2 separate regions of the Sus scrofa genome follow, and region 1 is linked to region 2. A link is a contact called in public Hi-C data. All regions are on one chromosome and are shown on one strand. The core of a region is the stretch at or near the end of the contact, and the rest is flanking DNA. Distances in the headings are between cores, read along the strand shown.

Evidence for each region. A called contact is a pair of places that touch in the nucleus more often than the background predicts.
Region 1: a Hi-C map of embryonic fibroblasts shows a contact between it and region 2, with 4 times the contacts expected there. The contact joins the promoter of IARS2 here to the promoter of EPRS in region 2. A contact is called at or near these places in 13 of 47 Hi-C or Micro-C datasets (alveolar macrophages, embryonic fibroblasts, epiblast stem cells and 5 more) and 2 of 2 datasets of contacts at active chromatin or transcription factors (alveolar macrophages and skeletal muscle).

The regions. Positions count from the first base shown.
Region 1 is chr10:9,684,209-9,689,423 of Sscrofa11.1, forward strand. IARS2 (isoleucine--tRNA ligase, mitochondrial) reads left to right here and starts at 1,433. Exons shown (of 23, transcript XM_005656783.3): 1 at 1,433-1,844; 2 at 3,674-3,796; 3 at 4,894-5,053. The coding sequence starts at 1,578.
Region 2 is chr10:9,645,257-9,649,940 of Sscrofa11.1, forward strand. EPRS (bifunctional glutamate/proline--tRNA ligase) reads right to left here and starts at 3,160. Exons shown (of 32, transcript XM_021064315.1): 1 at 2,950-3,160. The coding sequence starts at 2,995.

The sequences.
Region 1 (5,215 bases), core at 183-2,682, 37 kb after region 2:
GTCCGTGGACTAGCTTCAGGAGGTCGGGACACCCCCACCTCGGCTCCCCGTAGAAAAACTTTACGCTGATTTGTGCTGCTAGCGCTTACGTGTGTGTACCACGTCTTCTTTATCCATTCATCTGTTGATGGACACTTGGGTTGATTACATACCTTGGCAATTGTAAATAATGCTGTTAGGAAAACTGAAGTACATGTATCTTTTCAAATTAGTATTTTTGTGTTTTGGGGATATATCCCCAGGAGTGGAATTGCTGGATCACGTGGTGGTTCTATTTTTAGTTTTTTGAGAAACCTCCACACTTTTTTCCACTGTGGCTGCACCAATTTACATTCCCACTAACAGTGTGGGAAGGTCTAGGCCTTTTCTTAGAGCTTGGGCCCCCAGATTGGAATTTTGCTTTATCTTTGCTGATGATGAAGAGCCATAAGGCACCATCTGCATCATTTTGTAGGTTAAACACTTAGAAAAACTCTTAACAGCAGAATCTTTATCAATTTTTTACAATGTTCTCCCTACTACTTTACCCTTTGCGCAATTGAACATTAGTTCGTTTTTGCTTTGTAGAGACTTGCCTTAACTGGATTCTTTTGAACTTCAGCTTAGTTTTTCCTAAAAAAAGTTGTTTTGGGGGAGAGAACAGTTAGTGAGCAACTTTCATTGTGCTCTCATGTAACTCCCAAATTTCTGTAATTCGAAACAAACAATTTCTATTAAAAACAGCAGAAAGGGGCATCGACAAATGGCTACCCTTACATGGAATTTTAGTTTGAGAAGGTTGTATCTACAATCTTATTTGATTTCCATAATAACTCTGAGTTAAATCAGACCATTTATTCTATTATGTTAAAAATATATGCATAACAAAACTTTTCATCTTAACCATCCACTTGTGTTTCTAATTAACTTATAATTACATAACAAGTACAATTGGCATGAATAAGGTTAAGGATAAACAACTGACTGTAGACCCAACAAGCGGGAGGAGAACTATGCAGGGGCCCCAGAGAGTAGCCTTCCGCTCTGATTTCTCAGTGTACCCTCAGTGCGGGGTTCAGGGGGAAACAGCACTATTGCAGTCAGCAGCTTGTTATGTGGAGGCTGGCTGTATTCGCTGGAGCAGTGTTCCCAGGAGGTAGCCATCAGCCCCCGGTAGCAGTTGAGCACTTCGCAAGTAGTCCAAAAGGAGATGTGCTGTACTTAAAAACACGTACCAAATTTCGAAGATTCAGACAGATTTCATATTAACTACATGTTTAAGTGATGATATCTTGGTCCTATTGGGTTAAATAAAATGTATTCTTGAAAAAAGACAAGGTCACTGAAATAGGAGCCAAAAGGGCGGGCCACACCTAGCCCCGCCCCTCAGAGGCAGCCCCGCCCCGGGGAGGTTGCCGCTAAGACCCGGACGTGGCTCCGCCCATGCAGCGCTCCCCGCCCCTTCCCCGCCCCTTCCCCTTCCCGCGCGCGTGCGCACTCCTGCAAAACCGCGCGCAGGTGCTCCGCGCTCCCAGGTCCTCAGATCCCGGGCCGAGTTAAGGCCCTGGCGCTCGCCTGGCGGCTGGCGTTGGCCCACCATGCGTTGGGGGCTGCGCCCGAGTGGGCCGGGGGCAGCGGCCCTGGCCGCGGCCCGGAATTTGTGGGTGCAGCCCCGCCCGTCCTGTAGGCCGAGCTGGCGAGGGACGACGGGGAGGCTTTCGGTGCGGTCAGTCACCGGGGCCAGTAACCAGCTGCAGAACTCGAGGAATGGCAGCTATCGGGACACGGTGCTGCTGCCGCAGACCAGCTTCCCCATGAAACTGCTGGGCAGCCAGCAGCCCGACACGGAGCTGGAAATCCAGCAGGTACGGGCCCGACTGTGCGCGGCGCGGGTGTGTAGCCGGGCCTCGGCAGCCGGGCCCGGCGGGGGCGGAGAGGACACGGGCCTCCCCGGAGCCACGCCCGGGCCTGCCACACCTGGCGCGGGGCGGGGCGGGGCGGGACGGGACGGGGCCGGGCCGGGCCACAGGCTCCAGGGTCCTGGCTCCTTTGGGCCGGGGGTGTTGTGACCAGCTGAGGCGAAATTCTCCGCTTCGCGCAGGTGGTGTAGCTGAAAACAGGAGTGAGGAAACCTCTGGGCATGTCTCCTGGAGGCGGTAGGTTCCAGAGTGGATGCTAGGGGATACCCTAGCGATGCCCACGTAGCGTGGATAGGCTGTAAATCCCAGTTTTAGTTGAGGCAAAACCAGTCGAATTTGGACGCTTTTCCAAGATCTTTTTAAGAAGCAGATTATCATATACACATATAAAGAGACATTCACTCATGAGGGGAAATTGAAGCTCACTTTCACGGTATCAGTAGGCCCCTAGTTGGAATTATGGCTTGTTTGCTGGGTAGGTTGCGCTGCTTACTCCTCCGAATCCTCTTCCGAAACTGTGCTTCTGTCTCCTGTATTAGATTGAACTCTCTAAGGGCAGAGAGTCACTAGCTGGTTTCTGTAAATCCTAGTCTTTAAAAGCCCTGGTATTCTGAATGCGCGTTGGCTAATTAAATGCACTTATCTTAAATATTCTTATGACAGCTATCAGAGTTCCAGACTCACAAACCCGTTTTGGCCGTCTAGTTTTTTTTCTTTGTCGTTTTAGGGCCGCAGCCTTGGAATATGGAGTTTCCCAGGCTAGGGGTGGAATTGGAGCTGTAGCCACTTGTCTACACAATAGCCACAGCAACACGGGTTCCAAGCCTTGTCTTTGATCTACACCACAGCTCCTGGCAATGCCAGATCCTTAACCCACTGAGCAAGGCCAGGGGTGGAACCTGCGTGCTCATGGCTACTAGTCAGATTACGTTCAGCTGAGCCACGTTGGGACCACCAGCCATCTAATTTTTAAAGTGTTTTTTGGCAGGACCTTCTGTATTTCCGGGACTGACAATTTCACTTATTTTTGCCTATAATCTTCACACCAGTTTGGTGACTTGGATGTTATTAACATTTTTTTTCACATGAGGGCCCTGGCCCACAAGGGCAAAGTGACTTGGCCAAGGTCATACAACAGGTGGGGGGAGGGGAGTGGTACTGCTGTGAGTGTTATTCCTGATGGAGATAACAAGTGCTGAGACCAGAGGATAGTAAAATTAAGGGTGTGTGTGTGTATGCGGTACATGTTGGAGACTCTACAGGTCCTTCAGCATGGAGTGGAGGGTAAGTAGTGCCTGTGTGTCTGTCTGTCTATGGTGAGGGATCCACTCCTTCAGCATGAGTGGAAGGTGGGGAGTGCTGAGAGACGGCCCAGGAACTTAGCAGTACTTAACCTTTAGAGGATCCTATGTACTTTATAAAGAGTTTAGGCTTGAAACCAAAATCTGCAGAGAAACTATCAAAAAGTTTTAAGGAGTTCCCTGGTGGCCCGGTGGGTTAAGGATCCGGCATTGTCACTGCTGTGGCGCAGGTCACTGTTGTGGCATGGCTTTGAAACCTGGTTTGGGAGTTTCCACATGCTATAGGGGAAGCCGAAAAACAAAAAGAGAAAAAGTTTTGAGAGATGAGTCCTCAGATATGCATTTTAGAAAGCGTTTGTGTTCTAGAGTTGTGGGATAGGGATAGGAAATAAGAAAGTGCGGGTTGTTATTTATGGTAAGATTCAGGAGTATGTATTTAAATGATGTGCAGATGTTATTGTTCTTTTTAAACAGAAGTGTGGATTTTCAGAACTTTATTCATGGCAAAGAGAAAGAAAAGCGAAGACAGAATTTTGTCTTCACGATGGACCTCCTTATGCGAACGGTGACCCGCATGTTGGACATGCTTTAAATAAGGTAATTTAGGTTATGAGACTTAAAATAAAACCTCTATTTAAATATACTTTGCACGGAGTTCCTGATGTGGCTCAGCGAGTTAAGAACCTGACCAGTATTGATGAGGATGCAGGTTCAATCCCTGGCCTCAATCAGTGGGTTAAATATCTGGCTTCGCCGTGAGCTGTGGTATAGGTCACAGATAAGGTTCGGATCCCGTGTTGCTCTGGCTATGGTGTAGGCCTGCACCTTCAGCTCTGATTTGACCCTTAGCCTGGGAACTTCCATATATTGCAGGTGCCGCCCTAAAAATAGAATAAAATCTTCCTTGTGGTGAGTAAAAATATCCAGGAAATTTCCTCCATGGACAGCTTGATATCATTTGCCTCAGTCGGGTCTGGCTGCCCTAACAATATTTCTTCCTTTCCACTTTTAATAAATGTGGAAAGGAAGAAATGTTTTTCTGGACTACTGCACTGTTTAATTTTGGGAAGAAGGAATTGAGCTCGGAGCCAAATCTCTCCTTTGTCCATCCATGAGAATGCGAGTTCGATCCCTGACCTTGCTCAGTGGGTTAAGGATCCGGCGTTGCTGTGAGCTTCGGTGTAGGTCACAGACATGGCTTGGATTCCGAGTTGCTGTGGCTGTGGTGTAGGCTGGCAGCTGTAGCTGATTAGACCCCTAACCTGGGAACTTCCATGTGCCTTGGGTGTGGCCCTAAAAAGCAAAATAAATAAATCAATAAATAATGATAATTAAGAGAATGCACTAGAAAGAAAAAAATTTTTTAAATATAAATTGTAGGCCATTTGTGTGTGTGTGTGTGTGTGTGTGTGTGTGTGTGTGTGTGTGTGTGTGTGTGCGCGTGTGTGCGCGCGCGCGTGCGCTTTTTAGGGCCACATTCTCAGCATATGGAAGTTCCCAGGTTAGGAGTCAAATCAGCTACAGCTGTGACCTACACTGCAGCTCGAGGCAAAGCCAGATCTTTAACACTGAGCAAGGGCAGGAGTCTAAACAGATCATGGGTACTAGTCGGGGCCGTTTCTGCTAAGCCACAATGGGAACTCCTAGGCCACATGGTTTAGGTACGAATAATGAACATCATATTATCTTTACAGATTTTGAAAGATATAGCCAATCGATACCATATGATGAGAGGCTCCAAAATACATTTTGTGCCAGGCTGGGATTGCCATGGGTTACCCATCGAAATAAAAGTATTGTCCGAACTTGGTGGAAAAGCTCAAAATCTTTCAGCTATGGAAATTAGAGAGAAGGGTAAGTAATCTCTCTGCTTTAACACGATATTTGTAAATAGTGGTTCTTTGGAAAAGTCATGGCTTTTTTTATCGAAGAGACATCCTGTTGTTTTGGGGGTTTTGCCATTGTTTTCTTCGCTTATAATGAGATCTGTTGGCAACCACTTTGTGTCACATAAAA
Region 2 (4,684 bases), core at 1,910-4,409:
CAACAACAACAACAACAACAACAAAAAAGACAAAAAGACAAAAAAAAAAAAAAAATCAGTGGACACTGAAAGCCGTGGGTGAAGGTTTCAGGGGAGAACGTGGAGAGGAGTGTGCGTGGTCCCAGACATCTCCTCACAAAATGCCAAAGGGAAAAAAACTCTGTGGTGGAGAAAAAGCCATCAGACAGCATCTTAAATACTCAAGGTAAAATCATCAGTAATGGGAAAAATTCATGGTCCAATTAATGGGCTGTAATGAAGAACAATGAATCATTTCTGTGCTATTTCTGCCAAAGACATACAGCTTGATTCTAGCCACAAAGAACCATGAAACAGGGAGTTCCCATCGTGGTGCATTGGAAACGAATCTGACTAGGAACCGTGAGGTTTTGGATTCAATCCCTGGCCTGGATCAGTGAGTCAAGGATCCAGTGTGGCCGTTAGCGGTGGTGTAGGTCACAGACATGGCTTGGGTCCAGCATTGCTGTGGCTGTGGCGTAGGCCAGCAGCTGTAGCTCCAATTAGACCCCTAGCCTGGGAACCTCGACATGTTGCAGGTTCAGCTCTAAAAAGCAAAAAAAAAAAAAAAAAGAAATAATCTGATCGGGGTCATTTTTCAAGTAAGTGGACTATAATATCCAGAGAGGTTTTCCTATGAAAGCCAACGAAAGACGAAGAAAACCATTCCAGATTGAAAGGAATTGAGATACATAACCAGCAGGTGCCAAATATGATCCTAGACTTTGATCCTTGCACTATAGAGGTACCGTTGGGACAATCAAGGTAGGAATATAAACAGGACCTGTCCATTAGAGGGATGAATTATATTAATGTGTATTCCCGATTTTGACAGTCCTATGAGGGCATACAGAGTTATCTTACTTGAGAGAGATGTACTGGAGCATTCTGGGGAATTGAAACATTATTACCTGCAACATGCTCTCCAGTGCTATTGGAGAAAAAAAATGTTCTTTGTTCTATTCTTGTACCTATTTAGATATGAAATTATCTTAACTTTAAAAAAAGTGGTGAGGAGCTCCCGTCATGGTACAGTGGAAACTGAATCCGACTAGGAATCATGAGGTTTCGGGTTTGATTTTTGGCCTCGCTCAGTGGGTTAGGGATCCAGCATTGCCCTGAACTGCAGTGTAGCTAGCACACGAGGCTCGGATCCTGTGTTGCTATGGCTGTGGTGTGGGCTGGCAGCTGCAGCTCGGACTGGACCCCTAGCCTGGCAACCTCCATATGCTGTGGGTGCGGCCCTAAAAAGCAAAAAAAAAAAAAAAAAAAAAAAAAATGGTGAATACATATTAAACTGGGAGAGTCTAGCAATAAAATCTGTTTTTCTAAGCATTTCATCTAATTTCACTGACTATTTAAAGATAGAACATATTTGAATTAAACGATTTGGAACAATTAAATCAAAAACAAAAAAAAAAGAGGGAGAGAAGCAAATAGAAATATATACCCTCTAGTTGGTCTGTAGTTCATCATGACAACAACTTTCTTTATGACCCTTTTCCAGAATACTGCAAACATGGTTCTCAGCTTAATAACTCACTCAGAAAAAGACATCTATCATCTTTAGGGTTATTTTAAGCAACGTTCGTTAAAAACTACACCTATTTATTGTGTATCTACAACGTGTGAGGAACTTGAACCACAGTCTCATTTGACTCTGGCAACCAACCATATGTGGAAGACATTACGCCTTGTTTCTTAAACAAGGGAACTGTGGGAGATGCCAGACAAGGAACTTGCAAGGTTCTGCAACTTGTAAATGGCAAGCACAGTGAACTCCTGTCTCCAGGAACCAAATGTCTTTGCTCTTAAGCATAAGGTCACATTGTCCAGTGCTAATTGCAGAATCAAACCCATTTCTTCTAGACTTCATTGATTTGGGTGAGGTTAGCCCATAATTACTGGAACCAATATGCTAAAACATCATTTTTTTAAATATTTAAGATGGCTATTAAATTGTGGGTTTTGTTCCAAGAGATTCAAAACACCCTGTAATGAGAATGTAATGAATAATTTCAGTAGCCCTACAGGGCCAATTGTACCTAAGGTCTGGGCCTCTCAAACATTAGAAAAATAATTGCTTATCTACATTTAAAAATGCGTTAAAAATATGAGCTTAATAAACGATTTAAATTCTTTTGTGTAATTTCCCAAAGCAGTTTTTAAAAAAACTAGAAGAAATTCTAAGCTATCTATCCACAATAACTTTGGCCACGTTGAAAAAGCAAAACCACATCAAATTGAAGGTGCACTAGAAGATGACAAGTCCGCAAGTCCGCCCTTTTCCGACGTTTTGCTGTGCGATGTGTGTGGTCAAGCACCTCCATCTGCCCGCACTGCACTTGACTGTTCCAGCAATTACCCTGCCACCTCTAATTAGAAATAAGTGCAACCTCGGTTGAAATTTTAACCGTGTCTACGATCGTTTGCCTCGTCCCTTTTGAGCCCAATGAAACGTAAAGAAAAGTTGAGTCAAGTGGATCGAAAATCTTTTGCGAAAGTAGGTAAAGATGAATGGAGTTGGGAAAAATGCTAAAAGAGGCGGTGCGAAGGGGATTTTAGGTTTTACAATGTTGGTTCTACGTCCACGCTCGGTCTCCAGGGGAAATCAGTTCAAAAAGGGAGAGGGGACGACGCTGGGAGCCCTCCCTCTGGAAGAGAGGGTCCGAAGCTGAGCCTCGTGTCGCCCTGCCCCGGCCCACACCGCGCCCACATCCACGCCCGAGAAAACTCTTCAGGAGCACATCCACCTGCTAGGGACAGAGGGCGAGGGGCGCGGGGCCCACCCCAGGCCCATCCTGGGGGAGAGGGCAGGCCTGAGCTCCCTGGCCTGACCGCCACTGCGCCAACCGGGGCGCGGCGACCTTCCCGCCCCGCACCCCCCAAGGCTGATGCAACACACACGGGTCGGTGGCCCCGGCCCCTTACCCAGCGGAGGGTCTCCCGAATTGACGGTCAGACAGAGCGTCGCCATCTCTCCTGGTCGGCCGGTCCACCTGTCAGTGCACACACGCCGCCGTCCGAAACACCCCAGCCTCTCGCAAAGCGACAAGCTGCAACGTGTGCGCGCGCCTGACGCTGCCGCAGCCTCCGCCCCTCCCCCGCGCTGCGACCGCCGTCTGGGCGCACGGCGCAGTGCGTCATCGCCGCGCGCCGCCCCGCCCCCGCCCCTGGGCCCCCAGGGTCACAAAGGCCAACGTGGCGTTCGACGCCGCGGCGGCCGAAGACCCTGAAGTAGGCGACGTTTTGCGACACTTCGTAAAGCGAGGAGAGTGCGGTGTCAGGCGGAGTCTGCAGCGCGCTGGGCGTTCGCCGAAGCCCGCAGTGAAACAACGCGGATTGCGCACGGTGGTTGGGCGCGGTCTGCAGACGCTGAAAAAGCCCGGGAGCAAACAAGACCGAGTTACGCTGGGGATGCAGGACGTTTTTCTCATGCTTCCTCATGGTTTTCCAAAGAAGAATGTACTTTCAAGAGTGTTTTTCGTACTTGATAGTAACGGTTAAAGTAAATGAATGATTTATAAAAGCCTTTGCTAAAAACCTTGCCCCAATTTGTCTTCGCTCTAAAAGCGTGCCTTTCAGAGGGCGTCTGATTCTTAAACCTTGTGACGCGTGTGTGCTGGCGAGGGCTCTGCAAGCCTACGGTAAAGGCCGGTTACAAAACACACCTCAACCTCATCACTGCCTGAAGTGCCCGAAGACATCTCCGTTTTCACTGACGAGTGCCACTTAAATATGAGATTGAGTGCTTAGAGCCGCTGTGGAGGCGTTCTCTGCCTGCCCAACGCACCCCCAGCGATGGCTACATCTTACGCATGGCCAGCCTCCAGAGTAGGTAAGGCACCTGCACCAGACAGGATCTGTCCCCTTGCGCCTACCTTCCTGTTAGAATCTCTAGGAATGGGCTCCACAGCCAGCCTCATTTTATCAAGTTATCCAAGTGATGCTATGCACACCATAAGTGCCTTTCTACCAATACCTATGTTGAAATGGAGTTCTTTTCTGTACACTCTGCTAGCTCTCCAGATTCTTGTTTGCTGAAACCTTAATCTTAGATGTCTTTGGATTCCCCACAATGCCTGGCACATACTGGGGTTACTTCCTACTTTATCATAATTTGTATCAGGGAAAGGACACGAAGACATTGATTGCTGGGGGAGTTGGGGATGGGGATACAAAATATACTTTGAAAGATAAGAATTATGAAACAATGAAAACTTGCATCTTTTATCTTACAGAATTTAGGTGTTCTTGCAACTATGTATTTGTTCTTAGAGCAAAGAATATTGAATGCTTCTTTTTATTATTTGGCTTCTGAGCTAAAGAGCTGTCCTCATGGAAAGCACTGCCACAAGTGTCTGGAAAGAAAGAACAAAACTTGACACATTTTTGCCTATTAGTGACTCTCTAGCAAACTAAAATCGGTTTTATTCATCCATTTGCAGGCAAATGCAAAATATGGTCTTGTTCTTTGACCAGCTGGTTTGGGGGATATTAGGAAACCAGGGCTATGGGAGACTTGCAGCATAAAAGACAGAAAGTCGCTTGGGATCTTAACAAGTTTAAATTATAATATTTACTTGTATTGCCTCACCTTGTTCTGAGAAGGATTCAATCCTTCAATTCCTTACTTAGAAGCATATTATAAAACAAATCATTTTAA